Linked DNA regions of Mus musculus: region 1 is linked to region 2. A link is a contact called in public Hi-C data. All regions are on one chromosome and are shown on one strand. Each heading gives the region's core, a stretch centred on a gene start, on an enhancer-like site or on the middle of the called end of the contact. The rest is flanking DNA. Distances are from core to core; before and after follow the strand shown.

Evidence for each region. Hi-C and Micro-C count contacts between places; a contact is called where the count stands out from the background.
Region 1: a Hi-C map of the N1E-115 cell line shows a contact between it and region 2, with 1.8 times the contacts expected there. The contact joins the promoter of Faap100 here to the enhancer-like site in region 2. A contact is called at or near these places in 1 of 39 promoter capture datasets (neural stem cells), 1 of 15 datasets of contacts at CTCF or cohesin (pro-B cells), 9 of 484 Hi-C or Micro-C datasets (CD4 T cells, CD8 T cells, the G1E-ER4 cell line and 5 more), 1 of 115 datasets of contacts at active chromatin or transcription factors (pancreatic cancer cells) and 3 of 9 other capture datasets (adipose tissue, liver and pancreatic islet).

Annotation. Positions count from the first base shown.
Region 1 is chr11:120,375,468-120,380,000 of GRCm38.p6, forward strand. Faap100 (Fanconi anemia core complex associated protein 100) reads right to left here and starts at 3,279. Exons shown (of 10, transcript NM_027980.2): 1 at 3,075-3,279; 2 at 2,861-2,979; 3 at 1,239-2,194; 4 at 1-106. The coding sequence starts at 3,239. Nploc4 (NPL4 homolog, ubiquitin recognition factor) reads right to left here. Exons shown (of 17, transcript NM_001195023.1): 17 at 4,331-4,533.
Region 2 is chr11:120,259,557-120,264,808 of GRCm38.p6, forward strand. The region is part of intron 3 of Bahcc1 (BAH domain and coiled-coil containing 1); the gene reads left to right. Among named protein-coding and RNA genes, the nearest start is that of Gm11772, 24 kb to the left of the region's middle. Within about 2 kb of position 2,080, at least 199 of the 459 cell types and tissues checked have an H3K27ac peak or open chromatin away from gene starts, as enhancers often do. A contact at or near this core is called in CD8 T cells, the N1E-115 cell line, bone marrow-derived macrophages and 5 more, where this site is marked.

The sequences.
Region 1 (4,533 bases), core at 2,029-4,528, 120 kb after region 2:
GCATTTGCCATGGCCATTTTGGCAGGCACAGGCGCCTCAGAGTTCAAGTCCAGACTGCAGGTGATCAGGCGTCCTTTAGAAGACAGGGCGAGGAGCTCGGTGCTACCTGATGACGGACACACGCAGGGCCGGTCAGGTCATAAATCTGGAGCACTCAGTGCTGTTCACTCTGGGCTCCAGAAAAAGGGTTGGCAGAGGACCCAGGCAGTGCCCGAGGAAGGCAATAAGGGGATGTCTGGGAAGCCCGTACTGGGGATCTGCACAGATGGGGACCACTGATCTCTATACACATTTTGAAGTGCCTACACAAGATGATGTACCACAGATGTGATGCCATGGTGGCAACTGGTCCACACAGATAGAACAAAGAGGGGCCAGAGGAGGACACTGTATGGTGCCCAATTATTCAAATGTGTCACAGCCTTTAACAGAGCAAGGCTGCTGAGCCTTCTAAAGAAAAGTGCCCTAGAGGCTGAGTTCTGCTTGCTTCAATCTCTAACATCTCTACCATGTCCTCCTGCCCTGCCCCTGCCAAGGGTCTGCTCGCTTCCCCATCCCCCAACACAGCTCTTAACATGGACCCCGAAGTGGGCAGGTTAGTAGCTGGAAGTCAGTTCATAGGTATCCTGGTCTTAGGCTACGGCCCCTCACCTGAAGTGGTTTGGGTCTTTCCTTCTAAGCGTTTTTTTTTTTTTTTTTTTTCTCTTGTTAAATGTTTTCTGTAGCAGGCTTTAATATACTCTTAGCTGATCTTAATGGGAAGACACTGGGGGAGGGGAGAGATGTCTTCCTCTCATGCCAGAGTCAGGCAAACCTAGCTAAGGCTTCCTTAGAGAGCTTCGAGACACCCTCTGAATGGCTCATAAACAGGCCACACAGCAGCTAAAGCAGGCTCCTTGAGCTCTCAGAGGACATGTGGGGGTTTGGCCTGACCCGATTTGAAAGCTGCTGTGGGAGATGCTCTTAAACCAACCCCACAAGCCGTATGCTTGTGGCGCCCGCCCAACTGAGGGGCCACAGCCGTGTTCCAGGGAGGACACACATACAAAGGTCCTTGACCCCAAGACAGGAGTGAGTGAACTTCTGGTCTGTGATGAGCCTGATGAGGAAGGCCCATACCTGCTGAATTAGCAAAAGTCTCACCAAACAAAAAGGCAAGGAAGAAGGACAGCTGAGGGAAGAGACCGTCAGGGAGGAGCCTGTCCTGCGCCTCTATGATGACGAATGGCAGCTCATACCTGTAGGTGCCCTTGCTGTCACACACAGAGCCAGGGCGCTGCAGATGTTCAAGCTGGCTGGGCACAGCACAGAGGGTAGACCTCCTATGGCCCCGTCTGGCTTCTCAGGGTTCCAAGGACTGTCTCTCCGAGTCAAGTCTACCACACAGAGGTCTGAGGGAGTGCTGTGGTACACGTGGCCATCCCTGTCACAGGCAGCACAGAGCACAGGCCCTGGGAGGCAATACTCACGCAGCTCCGGCACCAGATTCCCTGACTCACTCCAGCTGGCCTTGATGGCCAGTGTCCGGCCCTGGTGACCAAGGGCTACTAGGCAGTCAGAGTGTTCATGCTGGCCAGGCAGCAGCTCTCCTGCTGCTTCCTCCTCGTGTGGCTCTGCCCTCAAAGCCCCAATGAAGATCACAGGCTCCTCTAGGTGGTGGAGGATCTTGACCAGGACCTTTGGGTCACCAGGGGCTAACCCAGAAGTAACCAAGGCCTTCAGGACCACACAACAAAGCTGGCCATCAGGGAGACCGCAGAGGATCACAGGGGACTGCAGGAGGGTGGCATCGACTCCAAAGAGTAGACCAAAGAGAGCCTCCTCCAGCGTGAAGCACCCACAGCCCTGGGGGTGACCATGAGGTGCCCTGGAGTCTGGTGGGAACACGCAGCACAGCACGGGCAGGAAGCGGGGGGCTGCAGGCTTCTCTGGCACCCCACCTGGTGGGGTGCAAGTGGACAACTCCACCTCACCAATCTGGCCTCTGGGCAGAGGCTCCTCCCCTGCACAGGGACGCTCAAACAGCTGCATCTTCCACTGGGTGGGGCCCTGTGCCAGGGTGACCAGCATATCATCCAGCACGGTGAAGGCACAGAGGGCAGCGTCAGGGAGGACACACGCATCCGGGTCCACATGGATCACAGGGTAGGGGGGAGCCGCTTCCTCTTTGTCCTCACAGGCCTGGCTCCCAGACCTTCAGGAACAATGGAAGCATAGTCAGTATTGGGTGGGGTAGACTCACACCGTGCTCAGCAGTAACCTGACTTGCTCTGAGTAGGCTAGGCAGGAGACATCACAGGCCATTCAGCAGGTAGGTCTCTCTCTCTCTCTCTCTCTCTCTCTCTCACACACACACACACACACACACACACACACACGCTTGACACAGGATCAGCCAGAAACATAGCTCTGCAGATCGAGGCAGCTTGGGAACTATTCCCAAGGCTGCCTGGGCTGTGCACGGTGAGTTCTTCCAGCACAAGCCAAGGGACACGAGCTTTTGCCACTCACTGCTTGCCAGAGACACCGTCTTCTGAGACCCACTTCCAAGAGGTCTTGCCAGGCACCGGAGGGCAGTGATAGCGGTGCTCCTGGTTGCAGACTTCACTACCTGAGCCTCAACAGCTAAGAACTTCACAAAAGCAGACACAACTGCCACGCCTGCATATGCACAGGTACTAGAGAGCGGGAATGGGCGGCCTAGACCGCAGTCCTCTGCTTCCTACCCCAGTGTGTTGTCAGTGGCCGTCAAAGGGACTACTACTGGGACAAACCTCTCACAACTAGGAGGACATGAAAGCCGGCCTCCCTGGGGACCCGACTTGTCACTGGCCGGCCGCGTGGGGCCACGCCCCCTCACCTGTCCAGCGAGTCCAACGACAGGCAGTAGATGCCAGTCCGGGCACACAGGACGTAGAGTGCCCTGCGGATGGCCAGGAGCTGCAGGTGCCATACCTGGTCGGGAAACTGGTACACCGCCTGGGCGCCAGGAGAGCGAGGTCAGGCGAGGGCACACGCGGCCCCGGCTCACCTCGGAACGGCGCCGCCCGCCCGCCCTCCCGCCCTCCGCTCACCGTCAGCAGCCCGCCCTCCTGGTCATACACATAGACGAACTCGCGTCCGGTGGACAGAAAGACCTCAGCCTCATGCCGCAGCACAAACGGCTTCCCCGCCGCTCGGCCTCCGAGCGGGCAGCAGAAGTCCGACAGGTAGTGCACGCGCGAGGAAGCGCCCGCCATCCTGCGGGCGCCGGGCCAGAGCTCAGCCCGGAGGGGCGGTGCCGCCTCCAGGCTTTACGGCCGCCCACGGCGCGGCGCGGCCTCCGCCGTAAAGCGGCCGCTGCGGAGGCGTGGCCGGAGCCTGCTGCAGGGGCGGGGACAGTTGCTCTACGGTCCGCTAGAGGGCGGGAACGCCCCCAAACACCGTGGCTTAGCAAAGAGCCACAACGGGAGGCACAAAGCCAGAGGGTAGCCAAATAATGCAGTCCTGCAAGTTCACTGGGGCCCGCGTCAGGGCCCTTGCCTCGGATCACCTACCTGTTGAGCAGAGGTTGCTCTGGTGCAAGGCTTGTATGCAGCACTTGCCCTGGCACCGTTTTGTGACAGCACTTGAGAGCACCACCCGTATAGCACGGGGTTTCAGGAGTAGGGTGGCACAGCACACCATTCAGTCCCTTGATAGGGAAAAAGGTGCTTCAGGCCAGCCATCCAGAAGAGCCTTTGCTCCACTCATGAACGCGGCAGGATGTGATTCTACAGCAGAGGATGCTGAAAACCCTAATGAGCTGGGTCTAAGGGAAACCACATTTTCTTCAATGACAGCTCTTCTTGGGGCTCCCTGAGGGAGCAGGCGGAGAATCCTACCCTGGAATGAGGCTCCAAGTACAAGATGAAATACTACTCTTCCAGAGCACTCATCAGAAACTAGACACCACTGCCTATGCTTCTGAAGTGGCAGCTACTCGGAGGGCTGAAGGCAGGAATACTTGAGTTCGGAGCCAGCGCAGGCAACCTTGACTCTTAAAAGAACGTTCATCTGAAAATTACAGCGGACAAATCTACAAAGGTGTGTGGGGTCACAACCAGGCACAAAACGTCCTGTGAACTTAGAGAGCATAGTGTAACCCTAGTGTAGATGTCAGAACAACATCCTGGGGCTGGAGAGACGGCTCAGCCGTAAGAGCACACGCTGTACTTGCAGAAGACCCAAGTTTGATTCCCAGCATCCACATAGGGAAGCTCACAACCCCCAACAGCTCCAGGGGCTCCTACATCTTTTACTAAGGTATTTATGTGTACAAAAGCATACGATTAAATAAATAAAAGCTGTGTGGTGGTATACACCTTTAATCCCAGCACTCAGGAGGCAGAGGCAGGTGGATCTGAGTTCAAGGCCAGGCTGGTCTACAAAGCTAGTTCTACAACAGCAACGCTTATGAAAACAAAACAAAACAAAAAACAAAAAGCTCTGTCTGGAACTGGACACCCCCCAGCCCCAAATATTTATTTCTTAGGCTTTATAGTTGTAGCCTGT
Region 2 (5,252 bases), core at 830-3,329:
AGACAGGGAGAGGAGAGCTGTCAGCAGGCAGAGACCGCTGTGGCTCCCGCCCCCAACTGCAGTCCTGCCTGTGATGAAGCTCCTTCTCAGCCTCCAGCCTTGCTTGCACTTGGTGCACTCCTGCACCTCCGAGGTACCTGTTGCCCTCAGACACCATGAAACAGTGGTCTCTGGAGCCCTGTTGGGACCTCCAGGCCTCTCCCGGGCTTTTCCCAGAATACAACTCACCTTGTCCAGACGTCTGAGGTCTGCTTTGCACTTTGGTCTTATAACTTGGAAGGTGGCCCTGGGTCCCCAACATCCCTGGCCTGGTCATTACTTGTGTTCCTTCGACTGTGCATCCCCCTTGGTGCAGGAAGGGTTAACCCCCCTCCCTGGCTGGCACGCGGGAGGTAATTGCAGTTGGCAGCGGGCACATAGAGCTCTCGCTCCTGGCACCAGGCACTGCTGTAACTCAATGACTGCTGCGCTCAGGCGTCGTGTTTACAGAGCGCAGTGGACCCACACACGGTGCACAGCCCGCCCGTGTTCTAGGCTGAGAGATTAGCACCCGGCACTGCTGGAAGCCTGAGAAACCTCTCTTTGTGCAACAAGAAGGGGCTGTTTTCCAAACAGGACAGGTGACAAGTGAGGGACAGTTGTTCGAGTAGTCTGGTCTTTGGGCTCTGCTCAGAGCACACATGTTGGGCAGGTGATAAGAAGCAGCTCTCTCCTGGGTGGAGGGTAGGCCAGCCGGGTCTTGAGAACCAAACCAGCAGAGTGGGGTCTTCATCCCAGACCCATCTGTGATGCTTTCTACCTCTGCCTTCTCAGCAGAGTCCTGGGTGGATACTGGGTCGGCAGAGCTGGGCCCTAGTAAGAGACTCCCTGGCCAGCTGTGGGTGGCCCCAGGCCCCGCAGGAAACACTTGCTCTCTATTCTCCGACCAGCCTTTTGTGTCTGCTGGGCATCTCCTAGCTGGTCACAGCATCTGGCTCCCGGGATGTTTGCAGGAAGGGATGAGGGTGGCCAAGCAGGAAGAACGGGCAATGGAGGCTTTTCAAGAAGAGCTGCATCCCCTGGACGGACCATAGGCGCACTGGGATACCCAGGCCACCTGACCTGACTTCTGTCCTCATAATCGGCAGTGGCCCGTCAGTGCCCAGGAATGTCTGTCCACCTCCTACTCAGTAGGCACACATGCCTGCTTCCTGTCCATCCTACCCCAGGAGACACCACCAGCAAGAAGGGCAGTTTGTGGGTGGCACCACCTGCCCTAGAGTCCAGTCCTGTTCCCTATTGGGCCACTCTTTCCAGAGGGTGAGTGGAGGCCTGCTGGTGACACCCATAACCATTTACTTCCCCTTGTGTCAACGGTTGTCTGGTAAAATTGCTTATGACCCACCCTAAGCGCCCTCAAACCTCAGACCCCACTTGAGGGCCAGCCTCTGCAGGTCCTGTTTCCAAGGCCAAGCCCCAAGGATGCCCACTTGGCTGGTGAAAGCCAGTATCCAGGCAGTGCGCTGCGGAGAGTTCTCGGCTCTGTCCCCCATCCTGACTCGAGGCCTGGCTGTGTCACAAGGAGAGAGCTTTTGTCTCTGAGACCAGCTCCAAGGGCAGCAGGAGTCTCTTTGCCCGCTGCTGGGCACCCACTGTGGCAGGTGCAAGACAAAGTTCCCAGAGTCAGGTAGGGGAGGGCCATCCCGGGTGCATGCAGGACAAGAGGCAGGATGTTCAGGGCTCCACCCCGCAGAGCACAGGGCCCACTGGGGGCTGGAGACAGGCATGTGGAGAAGCAGTGGTCCCAAAGTGGAAAGTGCACACTTGCAACCTTCCCAGTCCCACGAGAGTGGCGGCAAGTCCACATCTGTCTGGAGTCATATGACAGCGCATACCTCTCAGGCCTGAGCCTCAGGTTACCTCTTCACCATCAGCTCCTCCCAACCCTAGGGTGTCCCCCCTCCTCCCCGCAGGGGTTCCCCCGTCTTCTACGTCTGCAGCCTTACTCCCTGACAGGCCACATGGTGCAGCCTGCTCTGTGCGGTAGAGGCCAGGGCGGGCGGGGTAGGAGCGAGTGGCAGTCTGGCTGGCTGCCCTGGCAGCGTGCCTGGCTGCTAGTCTGACGGGGTGCCAGCTGGCTCCACGTGCTGGGGCCTGTTTCTCGGCCATGTGTGTACAGGAGGGTGGGGGGCAAGGCAGGCAGGGGGCACGCGACAGGGCCAAAGAATGGGGGCCATCAGCATGGGGGCTTCCTGGGCAATAGGCCAGGAGGCCCAGCTTTAGCCTTCTCCTGCTCCCTTAAACCCCCTCTAGAATGGAGAGAGGCAGGGACTCTCTCAGCTTAGCTTGCTTGCTGCTGCCTTCTGCTTGAGCCTAGGGCAGGTAGGCCAGGCAGAGAGGGCTGACAGGGAGTGGCTAACTTCATGTGGGAGTTAGCGGTAGGTGCTCTCCTACTCTTTGACGGGGACTCTCAGGCAGCCAGAACACCCTCTCCTCACCATCTGTAAGGCAGCTGTAGAGCGGGGGATCAGGCTTCCTGTGTGCCTGGAACAGCTGGGGGTTCAAGGGATGCACCCTAGTGTTGGAGGAGCCGCCCTGGAACATCTGGCCCAGAGCAGGATCTGCTTGTTGAGCCCCAGGCCTTCTGGCCCCTTAGCTCACCCAAGATGATGTGTCTTGCCAGAAACGGACAGCAGGGCTTTGGGGTAGGGTGGACAGCAGAACTAGCCTGGGGCAGAGGTGAGTGGCTAGATGCCAACCTGGCCTGAGTGGACGGGGCTGGGGTGTGGCATGGCACAGCTGGCCCTATTGTCAGTAAGGGCCCCCCCCATCCGCCCCCCTGCCTGCTTGGGACCACCCACAGGGCAATGAAAGAAGATGCTGTTGCTAGGGGCTTGGGGATGGATACAGGAGCTTGGAGCTGACTCAGCCCTGCTGGTCCGTGGTCTCTTATGCCACCTGGAGGGGGAGCCATGGGTACACGTGCCAGCACTGGCTGCCTGCCTAGCCAGCTTCTGTGAAAGCCACACCCACCCTGGTGGCCACTTCTCCATCCATGTCTGGCTGCATTCCAGTGAGACAGGAGCCACCACCAAGTGTACCCTGCTCCTCCAGACCCCACACACTCCTTCGTTTCTCCAGCTGCCTGTCTCCCTCAGTACCTTAGGAGGCTCCAAAACTTACCACAGGGGCAAGCAAGCAGGGGCTGGAACATGTCCATCCAGGAGACAGGTCCTATCCCACATCCACCCTCATGGGTGGCCCATCAGACTCCATCCCCTGGTACTGCCCCCTAGTGGCTGCGCGTACCCTAACGCTATTTCTTCAGACCCTGGATGTCGCTCCCATTCTTTTTTCTATTCCATTTAGTTTTCTTGAAACAGACTTGCCATGTAACTCTGGCTGGCTCAGGACTTGCTATGAAGACGAATCTGGTTTCTAAATTGCAATGATCCCTTGATCTCTGCCTCCTCGTTGCCGCTGTGGGAATGAGCCATTGCACCCTGCAATCTCTCCTTTTTTTTAATTTTTTTTTTTTTAAGATTTATTTTTAATTATGTGTACGAATGGGTTTCTCTATGTGGGTACAGGTGCCCATGGAGCCCAGAAGAGGGCATTGGGTCTCCTGGAGCTAGGTGACAGGTAGTTGTGAGCCATCAGATACAGATGCTGGGAACAGAGCTTGAGTCCTCTGCAGGAGGGGCACACACACCTAACCGCCTGGGCCATCTGTGCACCTGCGGTCTCTATGAGTGAAGTGTCCCCTTTCTGTCCGCACCCTTATCCACAAGGAGCCTCTGGAAATGAGGAAGTCCTACTTGTTAGAATATCTCCAGCCAGCCTCACTGCAACCTGCAGGAACCAATGACAAGGTCTCAGAGCTTCACACTCTGCTTGTCACAGCCCCAAGAGCTACATTGGCCTTGAGTTCCTGTGCTCAAAGGCTCTGAGCCTGTTTCTTCACCTGTTAAGTACACTGGTTATCAGAGCTGCCTGGACACAGAACAGCCCAGGACTAGTGCTTTATAGATAGCTCCTTCTCTCTGCACCTGTCCTCAGATATACATTGGGGGTACAGAGGTGGCCAGTGGCCATGGTCACCAGGCAAAGTTCTTCCTGGTTCCTTGAGTCCAACCTGGGCAAAAACAGTTGCCAGCCAGACGCACCTGCTCACTGACCATGAGTGGAGTCCCGGCACAGTGGACCACCCTGAAGCTGTGGGTGGCAGGGCTGTTGTCCTAAATGCCAGCAGGTGCTGGGGCCACATCCAGGATACTCCTGTGTCATGGTTTGCCCATCATCAGTTGAGTTCCCCAGCCCCCTTGTCCTGCCTACTGGTCAGGCACCTACCTCCCTGTGATGTGGAAGGCTGTCCCTTTGGATCCAGGGCAGCCTGCCCATGGAGCCTGGCTCCTCGGGGCACTTAGGTATTCCTCTCAGCCTGGGGGTATGGAGACTGCAGGGCCCTGTTCCCTGAGCAGTTGTGGGTCAGCACTCTGCAAGCCTTAGGGAGGAGACATACCCTGAAGGGTGCCATTCTAATCTCCAGCCACTTGGGTGGCCAATCCTGGGAGCTAGCTGCACTTTGAAATCCTGGCCTGGATGGCTAGGAGTCTGACCAAATAGGGTGAAGGGACCCTGAAGGAGGAGGGGCACTTGGCCGGGAGATCTTGGGTTGTTGCTAGGTTACTCCTTTCGGTCACTAAAGCAGAAATGGCAAGTGTCCTGTGAACTGGCGGCCACATCCTGTCTGCTCCCAGGGCAGACATTACTAGTCAATTAAGCGGCATGAGAATCTGGCTTTGGGATTCGTAGCGCAGCACTCCTGGTCCACCAGTGAGTAAAGTGCAGTGGAAGTCACTGGCTGTGAGTGACAGGCAGGCATCTGGGAGAGGGCTAGCACCAAGTCACTGTGTCATCCTCCTGTGGCAGCATCCTAAGTAACAGGAAACATGAGACAGGGCACTTGAGGAGCAGGACCCACCCCTGAGGTCCCAGGAAAGTAGGGGTTTGTAGCCCATCTGAGGACCTTCTGGGTAGACAAAGAGAGCCCTACCTTATGGCTTCCCTACCCAGGTGCCTGTTCACCTGCCTACCCTGCTGCCTTGTCTTTTAAATGTTGTTTCTAGGTGGCCTTGCTACCAGCCATCTTTTCTTTTTCTGCCTATTGATCAGGAATCCTCACGTTGGCCATCACAGGGGCTTTGGTAGTTGTGGCAGCAGTAGGACAGAATGGAGCATCCTAAACCCAACTTCCAAACCTACTCCCTCCC